4 separate regions of the Mus musculus genome follow, and all the other regions are linked to region 1. A link is a contact called in public Micro-C and promoter capture Hi-C data. All regions are on one chromosome and are shown on one strand. The core of a region is the stretch at or near the end of the contact, and the rest is flanking DNA. Distances in the headings are between cores, read along the strand shown.

Region 1 (2,605 bases), core at 69-2,568:
TCTCTACCTCCACTGCGGGGGTATCTCTCACAGCCAGTAGCGCGACTAAATCAGGAACCCCGCTCTTTTCGTCTTTGATGTTTAAGCAGATAGACTCTGTCCCAGGAAGGTCTTTCTCTATCTCTTCCTTCTTAGCTTTGTCGGTGACAGTGACAAGTGCCAAGAATTCTCGGGGGCCATCTCCTTCTTCCTGGTCACCCCGAAAGGCCCACTTCTTGGTGAGCTCTTTGGCAGCTGCTTGGAGCGTGGCATACAGGGCCCTCTGGTCTTCATCTACGCTCAGGTCCTCTGCGTAGATCTCCTCTATGACGATACCCAGGCTGTCATCAGAAGAGTCTTCCGACTCACTCCTGGCTCGCCGCCCTCCCCGGCTCCTCTTCTGGCCCTTCTGAGCCGTCAACTTGTGGCTTCTGGATCGGCGCTTGCCTCCCCGACGGCCCCGACGGCCGCTCCTAGCTGCCCCTTCAGAGGAGCCAGCCTTCTTGGCCTCCTTCCCTAATCCCTTGGCCTGGGCTTGGGCCTCCAATACCAGAGGGATGGCTATTTCTCTGAAGTCATCCATGGGCCTTTCATCCAGCAACAGGCGCCTCATCTGCCTAAGGACCCGCGCATCTTGCCCGCGGTCCTTACTCAGGATTTTCCAAATCCCATTCTCTCCCCTAATGTGGATAGGTATGGCAGAGTGATCGAAGTCTGCCCCAAATTCTACAAGGGCTGCCTGAGACTTCTCTTTGGTTACAGCTCTCACAGTCCGAAGCCTGTAGTTGCCCAGGGGCTGCAAGTTCGGACTCAGGGTAGCTTCGATGTCCGCCTGCTGCAGGCGCTCAGGGATGCCCGTGATCAGGAGGGCCCTGTGCACCTCCACTTCCAGCTCCTTACACCAATCTTGCAGAAGGTTCATCGTCATGGCGCTGCCCGGCGGAGGCTAATCTTAGGCGGGAGGGAGCCCGAGAAAGGGGTGGGCTACTGAACACAGGCTAGGTCAATCCCACTCTGGAAAGGCCACCAGCAGGGTGAGAGTCCAGACTCCGGGTTTGGGGCTGTAGGCTATAGCTACCTGCTAGCTTGCCGGACTCAACGGTCTTCCCCCGGGGCAATCCGAGGGTCCGCAGGGGGCTTACGTGTACTTTCTCCGGGCTGTCCCGGGTTGCTCCTCCCTTCCCTTTGTCCCTGACAACCTAGGTGACTGGACACCGCTGGTGGAGTACAGGAGGGCGACGATCAACGCACCTGGTGGGCGTGGGGGTGAGTGAGAGCAGCGGCTCGCCTGTGCTCCCGCGGAGTCTGGAGTGAAGCGCGTACCCGGGTCTAGACGCTCAGCGGGGCCGCTGCGGAACGGCAGCCTCGGTCTGCGCCTGCGCGGACCCAATCACCTCTCCGCCCCCTCCTGCTAGTCCCCGTCTCCATAGTAACACTGCAGGCTGCAGCTGGGGTCTGCCCGGGTACGGTCGCAGCAGCTGCTCTTAAAGGGCCAGGTGGGAAGGAGGGTTTAGGGACTAGTGAGCCAAGAAGGAAGACAAAGTCACTGTGAAAACCACTGAAGGTGATCAGTCTCACTTCAAGGGATAGACAGACACCTCCTTGGAAAGAATAGAGGCTTCCACCAGGGTCATTTATTCTGGCTTTGTTTTTTGAAGCAAGGCCAGGCTAGCCTTGAACTTGCCATGTAGCCAAGGATGACCTTGAACTTCTGATTCTCCTGCTTCCGCCCTCCTGCGATTACAGGCCTCAGTGGTGTCTAGCCTGCGCTGTTTTATTAATACGTCTCTGGGGCTCGGGGCCAGGGTTTTCTGCATGCTGCGTAAGCACTCTACCAACCGAACTACATCCTCATTCCTGCGGGACAGATAGACCTCTGATTAATAAAGCCCCAAATCAAACTGTCCTTTGGAGGTGTAACCTCACACGGGCTCTATGTTTTACCGTATCCTCAATAGCAAGCAGAAACGCCCCGGTCAGCTGTCCTTTATGAGCCAAGGGGTATCATTTCGGGTGTGTGGTACTCAGTATGTGGGTACCAGACTCATGGAGACCAGCTTCACTCATGGATGTCCCTATATTCTGCTTCTGAAACGGGATCTCACTTTGTAGGCCAGTTTAGCCTAGAACTGTGTAGCTCAGGTTAGCCACAAACTCATAGAGATCTGTCAGCCTCTGCCTCTGCCCTCTGCCCTCTGCCTTCTGCCTTTGCTTGCTGAATGCTGGATTGACGTTGTATGCTAGCACACCTGGATCCTTTTGGGGTTTGGTTTTTGAAACAGGATATCACTATGTAGCCCAGGCTAGCCTCAAAGTCCTGGTAATCCTCCTGCCTCAGAATGCTGGGATCATAGGTGTGAGCCACTGTACCCAGATATTCCAAATTTTTTATTTTGAAATTTTTGTTTTATTTATGATTTGTGTGTGTGTGTGTGTGTGCATATGTACGATGCATGTGCGGTGGGGCATGCCTGTGCACAGCATATGTATGGAGGTCAGAGGACAACTTTTAGGTCAGCTCTCACCTACCACCATACCCATGGTCCATTGCTTTAAAGGCCCTTGAGCTGCCTGTCCCTCCCTCTATGAGTTGAATAGACTATCTGTTGGATTTATATTCTATCCT
Region 2 (2,605 bases), core at 46-2,545, 700 kb after region 1:
GTTCCCAGCATCCACATAGTGTCTCCTAATGATTTGTAATGGCTGCCTTGGACACCAAGCCCACACATGCTGGACATACATGCAAGCAAAACACCCATACATATAAAATTATATATAATATGTAAGCTGGGCCCAGGATACAGTGTTTCAGTTCAGTAGGTAGCATGCTGGCCTAACACGCACAAGCCTCTGGTTCAGTCCCCTGCACTGAATAAAATCTCCAATAGTGGTTGGGTGTGGTGGTACATGCATTTAATTCCAGCACTCCAGACACAGATGCAGGCAGACCTCTGGGAGTTTGAGGCCAGCTACTTAGTGAGCTCCAGGTCAGTCCAAGTGAGACTTGGTTTCAAAATAAAACAAATATATACACACAAAGAAACTAAATCTGCATGGTGGATTTAGGAGGTAGAGGCAGGAGGCTCATCTAGTCAAGGAGAGTTTGTGGCTAGCCTGGGCTACATGAGGCCATTCTGGGCTACATGAGCCTCTGTCTGAAAACACAAACAAAAACAAATGAACAAACAAACAAACAACAACAAAAATCCCAGCCAGGCTTGGTAACAAGCATTTGGGAGACGGCCATAGGTGGACCTCCGTGAGTTCAGGCTGCAGAGAGAGGCCAGTTTAAAACCAAAACGAGACAAAAAGGGATGCTCAGTGGTTTAAGAGCATTGGCTGCTGCTCCTCCAGGGGACTGAGGTTTCCTTCCCAGAACCCACAGGGCAGCTCACAACTGTCTGTAGCTCCAGTTCCAGGGGAGCTGATGCAGTTTCCTTGCCTCCACAGGCATGGTGTGTAGCACGCAGATATACAGACAAACCACTCATGCACCAAAGGCAAAAATAAATTAATCTAAAAGAAAGGAAGGAAGGAAGGAAGGAAGGAAGGAAGGAAGGAAGAAAGAAAGAAAGAAAGAAAGAAAGAAAGAAAGAAAGAAAGAAAGAGAAAGAAAGACAGGAAGGAAGGAAGGAAGGAAGGAAGGAAGGAAGGAAGGAAGGAAGGAAGGAAGGAATTGGACATACAGCAGGTGGTGGTCATGTTGAGAGACCCCCACCCCAGGTGACTCCCAGGCAGGTCAGGGTTAAGCAACGCAGCTCAAAACAGAAGTTTGCAGAGTCCAGGGGATTGCCAAATGTGTGGCCTGTGGAATCTGCTTATGTCAACAGGGTTGGAAGGGGAAGTGAGCAGGAAAGGAAGTGGGCTGAGAGCTTGGCGGACTCTAGTGTGTTCTTTCTCCTCCCCCAGCCCCAGCCTTCTGGACCCTTGGGTCTTACACACCTATCTGTTCTTCAGATGCAGGGCTCCAAGGCCTGGGGCCAGAGCCGCCTTCCCTTGTAACGGTGACCTCCGGGAGCTCACATCCAGGAAGCTGTTACATTGCAGTAGAGTCTTCTGGGATGAAATATGAGGGGCTGGGAGACGGGTCAGTGAGTAAAGTGTTTGCCATTTAAACATAAGGATATGCGTTCCAGCCCAGGCTATGGATTTGCCTGGTACAGAGGCACGGTGGGTTGTGTTTGTAACCTCAGCACGGGAGAGTGAGACAGATGGATCTCTAGGGCTTGCTGACCAGCAGGCCTGGGTTAATCAGTGAGCATCTAGAGCAAGTTGAGAGCCTTGGTCTCTAAACACAAGGTGGAAGGAAAGGGAGGGCCCTGGAGAGGTGGTTCATAGGTACCGCTCTCAGCAGCAAGCACTCTCACCTGAGGAGCCCTAGCCCTAGCTCTACTACTGAGCCACACTCCCAGCCCCTCATTGGTGAGTTCTTGGTTCTGTTGAGCCAGGCCCCCAATCCTTTGCTGGAGGATTCTAGGCAAATATCCTAACACTGAGCTGTGCACTGCTCCAGACCTTTTATCATCTTGGCACATCTGTTGACCAGGTAAGTCTCCCATGTTGAGGTGTGGAGAACACTGAGGCCTTTCAGGATGAGAGAGAGAGAGGAGAGGCCTGCATCACAGAATCTGTAGTGCCTTGACCCAGAAGCAATTTCCTCTAACAACATGACTTTATGCTCTAAATATCAACAGAAGAATTTGTGACCGCATCCTTCTCAGCCTTAAGCAAGGCTCAGAGAGAAAGACGACCATCAGGAACTGCTGAGTGACGAGAGTCCATGTCAGGGTTGAGGCCATGTCCTGCTCGGTGTCCTAAGCCTGCACCATGCTGTAGGTGTATAGTTTAAGACAGTGTACTCTAGGGCACACTTTAATTCCCACAATTGGGAAGCTGAGGAAAGCAAATCTGTGAGTTTGAAGTCACTCTGGCCTACGTGAGACCCTGTCTCAAACCCAACCCAACCCAAATCAAACCAAACCAAACCCAGCCACTATAGCCAACTTCTTTTTTGTTCTTGTCATTACTACTACTACTACAAATAATAATAATAAATATCTAATAATAATTTTCACTTTAAATATCTGTGCACATGGGCCTGTGAGAGTCACAGTTTGTATTTGAAGGTCAGAGGCTAGCCTTAATTCTAGAGCTTTCCTTTCTACTTTGAGACAGAGTCTCTTGTTGCTTGTAATGGCAAAGGCCAGCTGGCCCACGTTTCCAGGGATTTTGACTCCCTGGCTGTCTTCCTTTCTGAACGCTGGCA
Region 3 (2,605 bases), core at 45-2,544, 670 kb after region 1:
GGTGACGCGATAGGATTTTGAGCTTGAAACTGGATTTTGGTTAGAGATCCTGTAAAAGTAAAACATGGTTAATTAAAGGTAGGAACGACTTTAACTAATGAATGAGCCGGCTCTTAAGACTTATCTGAAGGCAGGGTTAGCGGTTTTGGGTCAGACCATAGTGGGATTTTAGATCCCACGTAGTAGAAGCAAGAGACTGATCTTGGTCACTTTAACGTGATCAGCCAGGTTACTGCTTGTGTTCATCTTTTAGTTCCCCTGCAGTAGAATAAGATGTGGAGCAGAGGCCAGGAAAGGCTGTCAAAGGAATAGTGAGAGTGGAAGCCAAGGACATCTTCGGAAAGGGGCCAGGCCAAACAGGATAGTTTGGGGTCCTGGGAGGAGTGGATGAGCTCATTACACTAGCACTTCCCAGTAGTCAACAGGGTTAGATTGGAGGGGCTCCTGCTTCAGGGGCCTCCTGAGGGTCGAGTAAGCTGGAGGCCAAGTTGTAGGTGGGTTTGACTGAGGTGCGGGATAGGGTGGGTCGGGCAGGCTGGTCCTCCATTTACCGCTTTTTGTCTCCTTAGAGGTGGGCCCCGAGGGCCAGGAGACGGCGGAGATCACAGACTTCCAGAGGGTGCGTTTCTGCAAGGTGGTGGCGGCTGCTCCGCCGCCGGGGGCTGCCCGCTGACAGCGCCAGCAGACCAGGGTGCCTCGCTCTGTACTAACCTTCAGCTCCTCTGCTTCTGCTACACTCCGTCCAGGCCAGGGTTAAACTTAGTGGGGGAGGAAGCAGGTTAGCAACGAGCCCGGCCCGAGGGGAGTCTTCTAAATTCGCTGAGGACCCAGTGGTGCCAGTCCGACCGCACTCGTCTGGTCGAACCCTCGGAGTCAGTCCCTGTGAGGCCTGGGTGTGCAGGAACCTGCAGCTAGGGATTGAATTAAACGCGTGCTACCGCCAACCTTTGAACTGTGCTGCTAGCTGATCAGGCTAGGCTGCTGTGCTTGGCTGGCGGAAGAGGCGGGACGAGAGTGCTCCTCTCATCCTCACACCTCTCTCCTCCCACCCCGCAGGCCGTCTCGCAGTCCTGAAGATGCTGCTGGGAGGGGCGGCAGCGCAGGTTTGCCTGGCTCCCAGGCTGGCTGCTCTCCTCCCTGCAGTCCACCCTGGATCCCTCGCCTCTAGGGAACAGAAGTTTACGCTGGTGCGGAGTTGCTGGGGAAGGGGCCAGCAGGGGTGATGGAGGGAACTGGGTCTCGGAACTCTCGTAGTAGTCCAGGGATGTGAGACTGGGAGGGCCGGGGCCGGGGCTCGGTGGGCGGGGCTAGCGTTCAGAAGCTCCGTAGGCCTCCGGCTTCAACAGAGTAGGAACCTTAGCTCCGGCGGGCAGAGGGATGCTAGTGTGCAGAGCTGCAGTCGGTCGAAGAAGGAAGGGGTTCGATTAGCGCGGAGAGGGCTGAGGTAGAAAACAGGAATAGGCGGTTGGAAATGTGACAGCTAGGGCGGGAGAAGAGCGAGTGGGCGTGGCCTTGAGGGGGTAGAGCTAAGAAATCTTGATAGTGGTGGGTCAGAGGCGGTAGGGGCGTGTCTAGGATGTAGCTGAGCTGGGGGGGGGGTGCTGTCTGACAAGGCGTGGTCCTGGAAGGGGCGTGGCTTGCTTGAGGCGGTCCTGGGGTGGGGGCGGGGTCGGTGCAGGCTGAGTGGGCAGCGCGATGCGGGGCTCGAGCTGCGTGGGCAGTGGTGGCGAGAGCCCGGGTGGTACGGGGCTGAGCGAGGGTCCCCGTGGCCGATGGCTGCGGCTCGCCCCTGTCTGCGCCTACTTCCTGTGTGTGTCCTTGGCCGCTGTGCTGCTTGCTGTGTACTACGGGCTCATCTGGGTTCCCACGCGGCCGCCTGCGGGCCCCGCCGACCCCCTGCCCAGCGCTGCGGCCGCTCCGTGTGCTCGAGCAGCACCGCCCGCCCCGCCTCCGGCCGCACCCGCATCCTGTTTGCTTGGGGCCTCCGGCGGGCCACGACCGCAGCCAGGACTGCCACGGAGTCGCCGCCACAGTCGCCGCCCAGCTCCGGGAGCGACGCGGGAGACCGCGCGCCGAGCGCCTGGATAGTCTGGCCCGCCCCCACCGTGGCCTGCGTCTGTCTATCTGCACCACCGGGCCTCGCCTGCGCGGCGCCGCCTCTCTCCTTGCCGCGGTCCTGATCCTGCCCGACCTTATTCCACCTTGCTCCTTCCCGGGACTCAGCGCTCATCGGCAATAAACTCCAGCCTCAGCTGGCTTACCTGGTCTGTGGTCGTTGGCCTCGGCCGCTGGTCCCTTCTAGCTCCGTGGCCGCGCGGCCTTAAAGGCTTTCCTCTCTCATTGCTCACATGTAATTTTTGGGTTGGAATGGGGAGAAGCGGCTTGCCAGTTTTCGGGGCCATTGAAGGTCAGATACTGTAAAGGCCTTACCAGTTTTCGGGGTGTCATCTCGTATAGCTTCGGAGACAGTGGTGCGTGCTGGAAACTGCAGTTGGTATAGTTTGCAATGGCAGGGGTAGAGGATGTCACCCGTAAGCTAGCTTGTCCTGGTTTGGGTGGTGACATTTGCTGCTTTGGAAGTGTGGAGCATATAGCTGAACCAAAC
Region 4 (2,605 bases), core at 58-2,557, 640 kb after region 1:
CAAAAGCTGGGTACAGCAGATGCTTGTCTTGGAGACACCCAGAGACAGCACGCGCGCGCGCGCATACACACACACACACACACACACACACACACACACACACACACGCAGCGCACACTTGGGCGAGACCCCTGCACAGCAACACAGCTCACTCAAGCGACACACAAACACAGCTCAAGTGCCCCGGTCGTCCGCACCACCACCACCAACACTACCAGGCAAGCGACAGATACAGATCCCCTTTTCACCCCTTAAGAGCACACGTATACAACTCTGGTTTGGGGGGTGGCCACCCACACCCGTAAACGGACAGGTGCACCCCACCCCGCAGACACGCGGGCAAGGACTCACGCAGACACCCCTCCGGGTGACAAACGCCAACATCTCGGTGTAGGGATACAAACTCGGGAGCCAAACACGAGCACACACACCCAGGCGAGACACCTGCAGATCCACAGCCCCGCACGCGCGGTCCCCGCCGCCCCTCCGCTGTCACAGCCCCCCCCCTCGACGCCGCCACGTGCGCCCGCCCCGCCCGCCCAGCGCGCGCGGGGCCAATAACCGGCTGTTGCTGGGGCGCAGCCCCCGCCCGCGGGAGCCACAGCCTCCGCCGCCCCCTGTCGCCGCCCCCGGCGGGCGCGCGCTCTGGGTGTGGCCGATCCTCGGTGCCACCCCCCACCCCAACCCTCCCGCAGTGGGACTCGGGGGACTCGAGCGAGCCCGGGGCCACGCTCCTCCCAGGTCTCACTAGCCACCAGGGGGCGCGGGCGAGCCCGAACCCCATTGTTTGTAAACAAACCCGCCAGACCGCTGTGGCACCTGTGCGCCCAGACAGGGCGCCCTGAGTCCCAGGTGCTTCCTTCCCGCCCGCCTGGCCCAGCCTTAGTCCCAGTGATGAAAGCTGGGGCACAAGCTGCGGGAATGCAAGGCGACCGTCCTATCGGCCCGTGCACCCCGTCACCTCCTCCAGGGAGCCCTCCGGGCCTTGCCGCTCGTAAGCAGCTTCGGGAATCGGGGTGCTCACTCACCCCGGGGGCATGAACACTCCGGAGAAAGGAGGCGATGGGGTGGCGGGCGGTTGCCTTCTGGAGGGCTCGCCCGCCGAGTGGGTTGCTATTGAGGCACCTTGCTGCTGCTCCTGCTGCTCTAACTGCAGTGACTGCTGCTGCTTCTGGAGTCTTCGTGTCCGGATCACCGCTGCTGCTGCTTGCTTGCTGGTGTCGCCGCCGCCTCCTGGGCTCCCCGCTCGCATGTGGCTCTATGCCGCGTCTCAGGCCTCCCGGCAGATCCCCGGGCCCCGCTCGCTCGGCGGCCGCCCCGCCCCGCCTCTCGCTGGCTCCCACGCCCCGCCCCCGCGTGACGCCAGGGCCCCGCCCGCGGCTGGGGACAAGTCGGGGCTTGCAGTCGGGCGCCGCGCCCCCTACCTCGGCGCGGGGGGTTTCCCGGCAGCCAGAGGGGCGGGGCGAGGCCTGGTCCAGGCAGGAGGAGCAGCGTGGGGACAGCCCAGACCTAGGGTGTCCGGACACACGCTTGACACACTGACACACTGACTGGGACCCACACCCACACCTGAGGAGTACGCTCAGACTAACGGACTGGCACGCCAGGGTGCACTGAGTCAGTGATGACTGAGCCACAGGGACACAAAGTCAGACCAGAGGCACAGATACACATCAGGACAAGGGCCTGGACACACGAGCTCACACAGACCCAGACATCCAGATTATCTTACTTACTGGCTCACTGGGTCACACACAGACAGTGACAACCCAAAACGTAGTTGCACAAACAATATTCAAACAGTCTCCGACGCACAAACCCGTGTCCCCAGATGCCTAGGGCATTCACACTACACTAAAGGCTGACCCCTTCTCAGAACAACTTCCTGGCAGGTTCAGAGGGACACACACTCCAATCCAAATAGCACTCTCAGGCTGACACCCGCAATAGCTGAAGCACAGCCACTAGACTGCACTGGCTGACCCTACAAAACATGCCAGTCACATACAGAAGAAACTGAGCCCAGACCTGTGCTCACAAAGTCACTCCTGAGACAGGTTCCTGCTAAATGGCTTGATGGCGGGTTACACTCGTGAACTTAAACACCTGGCCCGCCTGGCGTAATACCCATCTGGCACTGGACAAATGGGGAAGAGGCAGCCCTGTGCTCCTGGCACAGACATGCCCGGGCAGCCCCCTGCACCCTATTTCATCCTGTCTGTTGTTTCTGTTTCCTTTCCCTTTTCTAAAAGTCATTTATTTCCCTTCCCTTTTGAAACAGTGACCCTTCCTCCTCCCAAGCCGTAGACATCTCTCACGGCACTTGACAGACTCTCTGTCTCACCCAAACTGTCACCAAACTTACTGAGTATATTACTTACCTATGGGTGCCCAGCACTGGGCCCGCTGTGAAAGGGTGTCACACAGCCATGTGAGATAAGACACTTGTTAAAGAAATAAACATAGTCACTTACACCTGTCTTCCCAGCACTTCCAGAGGATAAAGCAGGAATGTGGTTGCAAGGTTGGAGTCTGTCTGAGTTACATAGTGAGTTCCAGGCCCCCCCCTTTTTTTTTTTTTCTTTTTTGGTTTTTCAAGACAGGG

Evidence for each region. A called contact is a pair of places that touch in the nucleus more often than the background predicts. Capture Hi-C pulls out chosen DNA fragments and counts their contacts.
Region 2: a contact with region 1 is called in a promoter capture Hi-C map of adipose tissue. The contact joins the promoter of C5ar2 here to the promoter of Pnmal2 in region 1. A contact is called at or near these places in 2 of 39 promoter capture datasets (cranial neural crest and pre-B cells) and 1 of 9 other capture datasets (adipose tissue).
Region 3: a contact with region 1 is called in a Micro-C map of embryonic stem cells, with 4 times the contacts expected there. The contact joins the promoter of Inafm1 here to the promoter of Pnmal2 in region 1. A contact is called at or near these places in 1 of 484 Hi-C or Micro-C datasets (embryonic stem cells) and 1 of 115 datasets of contacts at active chromatin or transcription factors (bone marrow-derived macrophages).
Region 4: a contact with region 1 is called in a Micro-C map of embryonic stem cells, with 6 times the contacts expected there. The contact joins the promoter of Bbc3 here to the promoter of Pnmal2 in region 1. A contact is called at or near these places in 1 of 39 promoter capture datasets (cranial neural crest), 1 of 484 Hi-C or Micro-C datasets (embryonic stem cells) and 1 of 115 datasets of contacts at active chromatin or transcription factors (astrocytes).

Annotation. Positions count from the first base shown.
Region 1 is chr7:16,943,395-16,945,999 of GRCm38.p6, reverse strand. Pnmal2 (PNMA-like 2) reads right to left here and starts at 1,318. Exons shown (of 1, transcript NM_001099636.2): 1 at 1-1,318. The coding sequence starts at 907.
Region 2 is chr7:16,242,844-16,245,448 of GRCm38.p6, reverse strand. C5ar2 (complement component 5a receptor 2) reads left to right here and starts at 1,295. Exons shown (of 2, transcript NM_176912.5): 1 at 1,295-1,426.
Region 3 is chr7:16,272,381-16,274,985 of GRCm38.p6, reverse strand. It overlaps Inafm1 (InaF motif containing 1), which reads left to right and starts at 1,294. Exons shown (of 1, transcript NM_001136270.1): 1 at 1,294-2,605. The coding sequence starts at 1,696. The coding sequence ends at 2,088. Ccdc9 (coiled-coil domain containing 9) reads left to right here. Exons shown (of 14, transcript NM_001382411.1): 14 at 570-944. The coding sequence ends at 673.
Region 4 is chr7:16,308,285-16,310,889 of GRCm38.p6, reverse strand. It overlaps Bbc3 (BCL2 binding component 3), which reads right to left and starts at 1,307. Exons shown (of 4, transcript NM_133234.2): 1 at 1,029-1,307.